Linked DNA regions of Mus musculus: all the other regions are linked to region 1. The links are chromatin contacts, called in public promoter capture Hi-C maps. All regions are on one chromosome and are shown on one strand. Each heading gives the region's core, a stretch centred on a gene start, on an enhancer-like site or on the middle of the called end of the contact. The rest is flanking DNA. Distances are from core to core; before and after follow the strand shown. Region 1 holds the start of Zfp558 (zinc finger protein 558). Region 2 holds the start of Cep295 (centrosomal protein 295). Region 3 holds the start of Med17 (mediator complex subunit 17). Region 4 holds the start of Mre11a (MRE11A homolog A, double strand break repair nuclease).

Evidence for each region. Promoter capture Hi-C pulls out the DNA fragments that hold promoters and counts their contacts.
Region 2: a promoter capture Hi-C map of pre-B cells shows a contact between it and region 1, with 9 times the contacts expected there. The contact joins the promoter of Cep295 here to the promoter of Zfp558 in region 1. A contact is called at or near these places in 5 of 39 promoter capture datasets (cranial neural crest, frontonasal cranial neural crest, liver and 2 more).
Region 3: a contact with region 1 is called in a promoter capture Hi-C map of pre-B cells, with 9 times the contacts expected there. The contact joins the promoter of Med17 here to the promoter of Zfp558 in region 1. A contact is called at or near these places in 3 of 39 promoter capture datasets (cranial neural crest, frontonasal cranial neural crest and pre-B cells) and 1 of 484 Hi-C or Micro-C datasets (pre-B cells).
Region 4: a promoter capture Hi-C map of pre-B cells shows a contact between it and region 1, with 8 times the contacts expected there. The contact joins the promoter of Mre11a here to the promoter of Zfp558 in region 1. A contact is called at or near these places in 2 of 39 promoter capture datasets (cranial neural crest and pre-B cells).

Annotation. Positions count from the first base shown.
Region 1 is chr9:18,472,237-18,474,936 of GRCm38.p6, forward strand. It overlaps Zfp558 (zinc finger protein 558), which reads right to left and starts at 1,323. Exons shown (of 8, transcript NM_028935.1): 1 at 1,118-1,323; 2 at 650-758.
Region 2 is chr9:15,356,355-15,359,054 of GRCm38.p6, forward strand. It overlaps Cep295 (centrosomal protein 295), which reads right to left and starts at 1,434. Exons shown (of 27, transcript NM_176976.4): 1 at 1,272-1,434. The coding sequence starts at 1,389.
Region 3 is chr9:15,278,456-15,281,155 of GRCm38.p6, forward strand. It overlaps Med17 (mediator complex subunit 17), which reads right to left and starts at 1,451. Exons shown (of 12, transcript NM_144933.2): 1 at 1,095-1,451. The coding sequence starts at 1,338.
Region 4 is chr9:14,783,309-14,786,008 of GRCm38.p6, forward strand. Mre11a (MRE11A homolog A, double strand break repair nuclease) reads left to right here and starts at 1,346. Exons shown (of 20, transcript NM_018736.3): 1 at 1,346-1,449; 2 at 2,123-2,220. The coding sequence starts at 2,201. It overlaps Ankrd49 (ankyrin repeat domain 49), which reads right to left and starts at 1,265. Exons shown (of 3, transcript NM_019683.4): 1 at 1,212-1,265.

The sequences.
Region 1 (2,700 bases), core at 73-2,572:
TGAGTTCCAGGACAGCCAGGACTACAAAGAGAAACCCTGTCTCAGAAAAAAAAAAAAAAAAAGAAAGGAAGGAAGGAAGGAGACTACCTTGTTCTTTGATACTCTTCTAAATATTTTCAATCTTATAAACATCTAGTAGCTACTCAATTTTTAAAATTTCTGCTCCTAATGTAAGGACACTCAAGACATCATTTTCATATATGCCTTTGTATTCTAAAACGTCATGACAATTTGCAGGTTTTTAGGAGTCACATGGAATGCGCTTGAAGAGTGCCACTGAGTACTTCTAACATTTACTTCAGACTTGTAAGTACTAAAAATAGACACAAATATTTCATATATTTGTACTTAATATAATATTCTGAAAATTTTGGTATAAGTATACAAAAAATTCTGCATTTATATGCTTATTCATGGCTAATTACTTTTATTTTGTGTAATTTGCATTTAACTATATTTACTTTTCACACACCTTTGTATCCATCCCTTGAATATAACCCATCAAATATTAATACAGCTTCTTGAGATAACCCTCATTTTAAACAGGTTGCAATCTTAGAATTACAACCTGTTACAAGCAGAAGAAAAGGAGTTCTACACTGCAGGATCAGGTGGAACCCCATTGTTTCATATTCCACATCGTACTCACCTGGTTACATGAAATTAATAGATTAATGAGGGCAGGTGGACATTCAGGCGTTTTCAACACAACATTGAGGGTCCAACACAAGTTTGAGTTTGCATGATGTTTTTCTTGTCTGGAAAATAAGGCACAAAGATTGATGAGTCCTTTTATGGAAAGCATTCAAACTGTGACAGAAAAAAACAAAACCTTTCATTGCCCCTCGCCACGTGTATCTACACAGTTAACGTGTAATAATAGCCCAGGTTTTGGCTGTGTAAAAGGAATTACCTAATATCTATGCAGGCACAAACTCAGCAGAAGCTGGAATGATGTGTCTATTCAATTGCTCAATGTATTGACTAGAGAGAGCTCTTTTGGTGATTTCCACGTGCAGTAAACGTAGAGGTCCTAAAGGTGATGGGGCTGAATGAACTTCACAGAGCTGGAAGGATTTCCACCCTCAGCACATGTGCTAATTCGCCCTGAACGCACCTTGCAGCTCAGGAGATAGAACAGGACCCGCTGGCTGACCATCCCTCAGCTCGCCTGCCACGCCCCCCTCTGTGAGAACAAAAAGCATTCCCAGGGCTGCGAGCTGGAAGAGCTCGGGTTTTATCGCTGGCTGCGGAAGCAGCCTGGGGCTTTCGGGAGGTAGCAGGAGTCCAGGGCCACTAGGCAGAGGGCGCTCCCGGCTGGCGCTCTTTCTCAACTCGACTAAAAACCCGTGTACACACACCGAGTCGCCCTTCCCAGCCGCCGAAGACGCCCACCCCAAGATCGACCACATCCGCTGCGCTGACTCCTCCTTCAGTTCCGCCCCGCGCTTCCACTTCCGGCCCTGAGCGCCGCCTCGAGGTTCACTTCCGCCCAAAAGTTTGTCCGGGTTTTAGGGCAGATTACACGTCTGTGGTCCCCTTCGTATTGTACGTGTTCTTCCCAGTTTGTTTAGTGACTGTGTACATAGTTGGATTTTGGGATAGGTCAGCTAAAGAGACCAGGGCGACCCTGGGAACTGTAAGAGGACGGACTATGGTAGAACCTGGAAGCGCAAGCTTGGGGGAGCTTGTGTAATAGCTGGGAAAAAGTTCTGAGGAAGTGGCTAGGGTGAGGATTAGTTCTGGGGCAGGTGGGCAGAGATAAAGTCATGAGTGAACGGAGTTGACAAGGGGTGGAGATTAGTTTCAGGGGTGGACATATGGAATAGTGTATGGTATGAAGTATGATTGCTACTGTCCCAAGGAATTTGAGAGGCTGGTTACTGGGATAGGAATATGGATGGGATGTTGTGAGTCCTGTGGTCCTACGGAATATAAAAGATCACCCCCAGGGGTGGAACTGGAGGTAACCCTCCTTGGATCATGTCAGAATGCCGTCTATGAAGTGAAAATGTGTAAGAAGAATTCTGACTGCCAGTGAGAGAGCCAGGCAAGAGTCCTGTGACCTCTAAGTACAAAATCGTTCTTGGAATGGGGATTCCTGTCCCTCCAGGGTGTAGTAAATAGGAACGGGTGTACTTCAGATTGTCTTACTAGTCAGAAGATGTCTTCAAGCACATGCTGTCCTTAGGACTGTATGCAGTTCTTAACCTGTGGGTCATGACCCCTTGTGGAGTAGGAGGTTAAATGACTTTCACTGAGATCTCCTAAGACTGTAAGAAAACAGGTATTTACATTACTATAACAATGGCAAAATTATCTGGGCAGTGCTGGTGCATTCCTTTAATCCCAGCACCTTGGGAGGCAGAGGAAGGCGGATTTCTGAGTTGGCTGCCAGCCTGGTCTACAGAGTGAGTGTCAGGACAGCCAGGGCTACACAGAGAAACCCTGTCTCGAAAAAACAAAACAAACAAACAAACAAAAAAAACCCACCAAACCAAACAAACAGAACAAAACAAAAACAAACAAACAAACAAAACAATGGCAAAATTATAGTCATGACGTAGCAACGAAAATAATTTTATGGTTGGTGGTCACCATAGCATGAGGAACTGTATTACAGGGTCACAGTTACATTAGGAAGGTAGAGAACCATTGATATACAGCTCATGGTAAACTCACGAGAACGGGTCTTGCCTT
Region 2 (2,700 bases), core at 184-2,683, 3.1 Mb before region 1:
TTGAGACAGGGTTTCTCTGTATAGCCCTGGCTGTCCTGGAACTCACTCTGTAGACTAGGCTGGCCTCAAACTCAGAAATCCGCCTGCCTCTGCCTCCCGAGTGCTGGGATTAAAGGCGTGCGCCACCATGCCCAGCTTGAAACCATTCCTTTTCACAGAGAATTCTTTATCACAATTGTGGTCAGGACAAGTATGATCTTATTCATCACCTCATCTCTTTTGTCTAAAAAACTGTCTTGCATCTTATAAATAATTCAGCGTGGACTGAACGAGAAAGTGACTAATCCATATACAGTACTACATGGCAGACCCAGTCATGACTTCATCGAAGAACAAATGTCAAACAGTAGTAATTGCTTGAATTGAAAACCTTTTCCGCACTCGGGAGGCAGAGGCAGGTGGATTTCTGAGTTTGAGGCCAGCCTGGTCTACAGAGTGAGTTCCAGGACAGCCAGGGCTACACAGAGAAACCCTGTCTCGGAAAACAAAACAAAACAAAAAAAGCCTTTTCCAATACACTCCACTGAATTCTTAAGAAAATACTCCTGAGGATGGTTGAGGCTCCAAGAGAGGAACATTTTAAGTTGTCCTCCATAGGAGACAAGTATTCCTCCTGCATCTATTAAGTAGAATCCTGTTACCTGGCTTGTTCACTAGTCATTTCTACCCATGTGGACTCTTCAAGTTCTGTGTTTTAAGTGTCCAATAATGATGGACACAGTAGGGCTTATCTTGATAGATTTCCTTCTAAGGATTAGGCAGTATCTGACACACAGTAACCAAAAAATTAATAGATGTGGATGCAAGAGCCATTCATTAGCAAAAGGCAGAAGCCAAGTTTCAAATCCCTTGGGCCTTGTTAACTTTATTCCGTGTAAGGGGGTAATAGCCACCACACGTGGCTGTACTATATGTACGTGTGGCTTAATTACTACCCAACCGCCGAACACATTCTAATGTAAGACTGACGACAACCATTCGCTGCTGTAGGGTTTATTGCCTAGGCTGGTCTTGAACACGAGGCATTTCTCCTGCCTCAGCACTGCCTTGCATGTGCTGGGATTACAGGGTGAACTAACACTCTCGAATGAGACTGCCATTTTTTTCATAGCTTGAGTGTAGGAAGAGTACCAGAAGAGCTACGGGTGGCGGATGCCTCAGAAAGGCCGAGCTCTCTGTAGGGCCGGCCTCGGGGCGGTTTAAAGGGCCGGAAGGTTCGCCAGCCTGCTCGCGGCCAGCCAGAAGAACCCTGGCGGGCCTCCGTCACTCACCTGACAGCGTGTGTGGTCTGGCCTCACGACACACAGGCACCCGCACCCGGCCGGCTACCCAGCAGCCGTTTGGGTACCTGCGGGACAGCCATGACCCGGCTCTCGTCACTTCCGTCATTCAAACGGCCCGCCAATGGCGGGATCGGACGGCGGGAACCAGCTTAGGACCGCCTCCGCAGGGGCCGCCCGGAAGGCCGCGCCGTGCCAAGCCCCCGCCCACCTCCAGCTCGGCGCACGCGCAGCCCCGCCCACGTGCACGCACGCACGCACGCACGCGCAGCTTGCGCAACGGGCCATTATCCCTCTCAACTGTCAGGGTCTTGTCCCACTTGCTCTGTGGTGTTTTGTCGCCGGCAGTCAATCCTGGGTCGGGTTCAGAACATGAAGGAGGATGTGTGGAATCGGCGGAAGACTTGGACCAGGAAGTGCAGTTCACATACTATACTCTGACACCGAGACAACTCAGACTACCTTTATTTATACATCTAGTTTTCCACGTCTCTTTTAAGAACTTCCTATGTTCAACCAAGTGCACACTGTACTTCCTTCTCAGTCGCCACGGTTTCCTGCTAACCCATGAACAGTATCAAGAAAGATGAAATATAGATTGAGCACGTGGCTAATATCTAACCCAGCACATTGATACATAACCAATTGAGGATACAGTACAGAGAGGCGATAAACTACATACCCGAGAAATTCTGATTTAATTATTGACACCTAGCCTGTCCCCTTAGGAAATCTCATTCCTCTAGTGCCCAGGGCAAATTAGTAAACCGAGTCAGTTGCTCATCCTTGCTTGGTGTAACCTCTGAATATTCCTGTTAAGTCTTGGAACCAACAATCCAGAAAGACCTTCTTAAGCTTTTAATACCCATGTAACTATTGTTTGGAACAGCACTGTAGGGCAAATTGTTGGAACTAAGTAACCATAAGGAGAGAACATCTGGATGTTAGCTGGTGTACACAGACTAGGCCCTCTTGTTGACCAACCGCATCATTATTAACAAACACAGGAGTAGTGGTCTATTCCACTTTCATGGCCTCAGAGACAAATAGGAATGAATCACAGTCCAAACTTTCTGATTCTAGAGAAACATCTGTCACAAACAAAGTAAAAGCAAATACTTCCAATAACAAAGTCAAACACACAAATGCAAGGCAAAAGCGAACCAAGCATTCCTTGGGGAAAGGCCAGGAGATTCTGTTCCAATATCCCATAGGTCTTTGCCATGTGGGGACCCAACTCCTCAGGCCTTGCCATAAGGAGATCCATCTGCATTAAACTCATGCACCATTCCCAGCAGAGGCATGTTCACTTGGTCGCAAGTCTGGAAGAAGAGGTGTAGCAAGCACTTTTGGTTCAGTTGCCTGACACCCCTCTGTCATTTGCTGACCTGATGACTGGACAGCTCTACCCAGCTGGCGT
Region 3 (2,700 bases), core at 201-2,700, 3.2 Mb before region 1:
AGTCAAAAGTTTTCTTTTAATCTTAGGCCTAACTCTCCTCCCTCCTGAGACATATCTCAACCCAGCATACAGGAACTAGTCACTCTTTCACACACCACAAGATATTTGGAAGCCAGGAGGCATGCCATTTAAGCCTGTCCCTTAATAGACAGGTCAAATGTTCCTAATGACATCAGTACTGGATCTTAATACATACCTGTGCTCTATAGTTCTTTCTGTGGGTGGGGGATTTCATGGATCAAATGTGATACACATTTAGAATTTTGCATTTAAAACTACTGAGCTGGCATGCCTTTCCAACACTGGATAATGACAATGTTGGGCTTGTTTAAGATTTAAAAAAAAAAAAAAAAAAAAAGATTTATTTATTTATTTAATGGATGTAAGTACAATGACGCTGTCTTCAGACACACCAGAAAGAAGGGGGCATCGGATTCCATTACAGATGGTTGTGAACCACCATGTGGTTGCTGGAAATTCAACTCAGGACCTCTGGAAGAGCAATCAGTACTCTTAACTGCTGGGCCATCTCTTCAGTCCCAGGTGTTTTAACTTTCTGTCAAATTTATGAAAACTACATTTAAATTTTTCTTTATTTATTGAGATGGTGTCTATTTGCTCATGTTTTTCATTAATCTGACTGCCTCTGCCTGGCGAATTACCACACTAAACACGAACATCCTCACTTAAACCGATTCTGTCACATCACTAAATCGAAAACTGTGGTTTCAAATTTTGGTTTTTTTTGATAATAAGGAGAATCCAAAGTCTAGTCTGGTTGCTTCTCCAAACTCCCCCTCTTCAGTTTTGTTTTCTTGTAATTCATTCACCTCAAAGTTTCAGTGGTCATTTTAAGTATCACCTGTTTCCACCTAAAATCACCCCCAAAAGCTTTCAGCTGTTCTTTATTAAAAAAAAAAAAAAAAAAAAAAAAAAAAGCGAATGCCTCTTCTCCTGGCCTGAACAGGACCCCGAGTCCCGACCGGGTCGGCCTTCCCACTGCTGTCAATACTTCTCAAGGCCACCCACCACAAAACACAGTTTACCCTAGGGGAGACCCTGGGATAGAACCAGCAACGAGGGCGAAGCCTCACCCTCCTCGTCGTCCTGGTCGGCTCCCGCGCCCCCCCAGTCCGGCGCATCGCCGTCAGGCCCTGCCGCCTCCTCCTCCTCAGAGCCAGAGCCCTGGCTGAAGTCGATGCGCTGTGCCAGGCGCGCCAGGTTCTGCGACATGGACAGCGGCTGCAGGTACGTCTCGGTGCCATCAAGGCCCACCTCCTGCACCTGCTTCTCGCAGGCCGACTCGATGCTGATGCGCACGGCTCGCACGCCCGACATGCTGGCGGCGGCCTGAGGGCGACTCGCCGGAGACTCAGAGTACAGCACCGACACGGAAGGCTGGAACAAGCTTCCCGCAAGCCCGACGCGGCGGCCGGGAGGAAGCAAACTACCCACTGCTGCCCCACAATCCTCCGCGCAGCGTCTCGCGGAACACTATGAGCATGCGCGAAGGGCCAGCTGCCCGGACATTTCCTGTAGGTTGCACGTGAGAGCCAGGAACTTCCGGCTGACCGGGCTCAGCCGCTGCAGTGCAAGTGGAGTGGGCTGGGTTTATGTAGATACGCTGGGCGTTGTAGTTTGTTTGTTTGTTTGTTTGTTTGTTTAATTGGTTGCTTGGTTTTTGAAATAGCTTTCTTGCTGGCCTGATTAATTTGTTGATTAGTTATTGAGACACGCAGCTTTTTTGTTAGTTGGTTAGTTATTTGATTTTTGAGACACGCAGCACACACACCAGCACTCCCGCTGATTCGGTCTGGGAGCCCGTCCGTGGGATGAGTCCACTCACTTTCCGGGTAGGTTTTCACTTCCTAGTTAAACCTCTCTGGGAACATACTCCCAGAGGTGTTTCCCCTAGGTGACTTTACATTCGTGAAGTTAACGATGAAGACGTACGTAAGGGCTTTACATTTATGTAAGCACTCACAAAGACTGTCGACGGTAGTTAACTATAATTCGCAGCTGTTTGAGTCTCTCTGTTGATGGAGCTGCCTCCAGCAAAGAAGACCGAGTCAAACAGCTAGCAGGACTACCATCCAAACTGCACCAGCTGTCTTAAACACTCCAAGAACACTCAGATATGCCTACACGAAAGATTGCAACTGATTGTCCTGGCCCAGTAAGCACAGCTTGGGCCAGGGCTTTGTGCAGACCTGTGACTGGTGGCTTAATGATAAATGGAGGACTATGCTATCTCTCCAGACATGCAGCCACCCTTACACGCATACACTCACACATTCACAGACATGTACACATATAAACAAAAGACACCGGTGTTTAGCCAAACAAATGGCTGTGATTGGCCCAAATACCCCGTCTTGGGTTGTATGAGCAGGCTACTCCTCAGGTGGTCCACCAAGAGGCACTCTCCTTTCCTCATGGTGTTAGGATGTCATGTCCAGCAATGTCTTTCACTGAGTGGCCTTTCTTACTTTCAGCCTGCAGGCTGCACCAGAAAAAGCAAGGAACATTAGCTGGTTGGCAACAGTGCCCCACAGCTTGATAGGTACTAACCCCTATACTTCTGTCCAGCCATTTCGTTTTCTGTTTGTTTGTTTTAAGAGTTTCTCTGTGTAGCCCTGGCTGTCTTGGAACTCACTCTGTAGACTAGGCTGGCCTTTGATACCACTTTGAGTCTAATCT
Region 4 (2,700 bases), core at 96-2,595, 3.7 Mb before region 1:
CCATATTAATTTATACACTGACATCAACTTCAAGAGTTACCTAGCACATAAGCCTTAAAGAAAATGAGAAGTTACTTTGAAAACCATCAATCTTTTAACCATATTTGTTGAATTTGGCAGTTTTTTGTTGCTATTGTTAGTGTTACCACTTCTTTCTGTTGACCCAATTAGAATCTAATGTTTATTATTTCAGGTGCTATGTCTTATATTGTTTTGCTATTAAGCTTTTAAGGATAGGCCATCTTTAACACAGATTATTATGCCATTTGTATGTAACCTGCATTAAGAACTATTTGTATCATTAAACTTAAGACCTATCATTTAATCTTGCTCTGAATGGCCTCTAAGAGGAACTTAGTTATACACACTCCTCATAGATTTGTTCTACTTAATTTCAAGTTTAATATTCCATTGTCCAATTAAGCTTCATCACTAGTGACAAGAGTATCAGAATCATGACCAATGACTTCTTAGGGCCTATAAACTCCATTAAGGGATTTGTTAAGGTTTTGGCAGCATTGTGTTTTTCTTTTTTCTTTTTTAAAAGAACTATCAGAACTATTTTCTTAACATTTTCAATATTTCCTTTCACTTCAAACTCATTTTTTAAAAAGCTACTATACACCAATTCATTAAGCGCTTAACAGATGTCACTAACCAAAATATGGCACAGATCGCAGCCCCCCTTCCCACACCTGAAAACTCCTTCATATTAATTCTTAACTTATTGTCTTGGTATGCTTAATTAAAAAATCAAACCCAAATGTATCTCGACTCTGGGTATAAAGCTCGATGCATACTATTATGGAGGAATAGGATGCATTTCCTAATTTAAAGGGAACCCTCCATTTTGAGAGAGATAGCAACTGTTCCAGTTCTCATCTCATTGGGTGGAGCCCCCCATTTCAGAGGCCTGCGCTCGGGTACTGACAGATCACTGTCGCTGCGGTACACGGGCCCTTCTGAGGTCCTGAGGGGGTCTGCTCTAACTCAAGGCTCCAAATCATTTCTACTGCACTTTCTTCAAGGTTCTCTGAAAACACAAAACCGAGGCTTCTGGGGCGATCGTCAGGGGAAGCAGGGAAGAAAGGTCTTTGGTCTAGCAGGCGAGGCCTTCCGAATCGCAAAGCGAAGACTCTGCCACGATGCTACCTGCGAGGTGGCCGGCCGCCCACAGCCGCCCGCCCCACCGCTCCGGACACGCGCCTCACCTTTCACAGAGAGAACCTCACCGAGAACTTCCTTTCCGGGTTCGCCCCTTCGCTGCTCAGGATTGGCTCCTGTGAGGTGACGGAGCCATTCTGTAGCCAATGAGAATCTAGACATTCTGTGATGTCACGTCATCAATGGATCTCGCGAGAAGTACGGATGCCGCTCTCCCGCGCCTAATTCAGGTTTCTGGGAGCGGTTTTCTTGTGGTTCTGGAGACTCCCGCCCCCTTTTCCTGAGGTAGAGATGGCTTGTGGCCTCCCTGGTCGACTCTGACAAGTCCATGTTGGGTAACTTAGGCTTTGCTACGGTCTTGTAGCGTGCGGGTCCGGGGCGAACGGAAGCCCCGAGTGCGTGGGGCCGTTAGGGAAGACGGGCCGGGTGGGCATGGAGGGATGCGGGCTCTGCGTTCCGCCTCGGAGTCCGCCTCGGAGTCCCGCGGGTGGGAGGTCTCCTGTAGTGGCAGCGCCGCCTTCGCCGAGCTGGGGATGCGAGGTGTTCCACTTAGACCATGTGTTGGTTATTTATTCTGTCTTTAAATGTGGGCTGCCCCATAAAACCCATGTTAGTGTTAAGAGTATGGGGTGGCCTCTGATTCAAAGTCCTGCGCGGAGCAGCTTAAATTATGCACGTAGAAAGTTACGTTTCATTTTTCCTGTCCAGGGGTTTACTACACACCAATCTCATGAAGAAGATAGTAGAGAAATAGTAGTGATAGTGCAATTAGGACTTCACTTCAGGATGTGGCTTTCTGTTCTTAGGTCATGAAACAATTATAGTAAGTGTTGAAGACGTACATAGGACTTTCTCAAAATCACTAGCGCTTGTTCAAAAAGTCTACCCTGCAACTGAGCTCATGTTAGTGAAATATGTGCAACCTTTATAATATGTGCATTTTGGTATTTATTTTTAGAGTTTGGATTCGAGTGGTTTTTCTGACATACCTGAACACTTGGAGAGGAACCTGGTACAGAGGAACTCTACTATAAAAATGAGCCCCACAGATCCACTGTAAGCCTGACATATTAATTGTGATGACCTTACGAGAAAAGTGATATTTTAATATAAACAGCAACAGAATTTAATAATGGATAGAGTATCCCCCAAAACGTCTGTCATGCATAATTAAAAGCACATACTTATGCTTATTAGCAATAAATAAATAAATAATGAGGTGGAGCAATAGATGAATGTGTTGCAGTAATTACATGGCCATGCAGGGAGGCTCATGCTCTCTGGCTTTGTCTTAGTCTCGAGTCTATAAATAGTCCTTTAGAGTAAGTTACCCTAGTTGAAGTGAATTTGAACAAAATGGAAAGAAATAAAAGGACTATAGAAGTCAGGTGGCAGAAGAAAATCCTTGAACACGAGTGGTGTCTTCCACTCTGGTTTCAAGTTCTTGGTCAAAATTAGCTGTTTAATGTTAGGAAGATCAGCAGTTCTCTGGCTTGCCTGGTTTTATTTTCATTTGCATAACTAGACTAATAATAC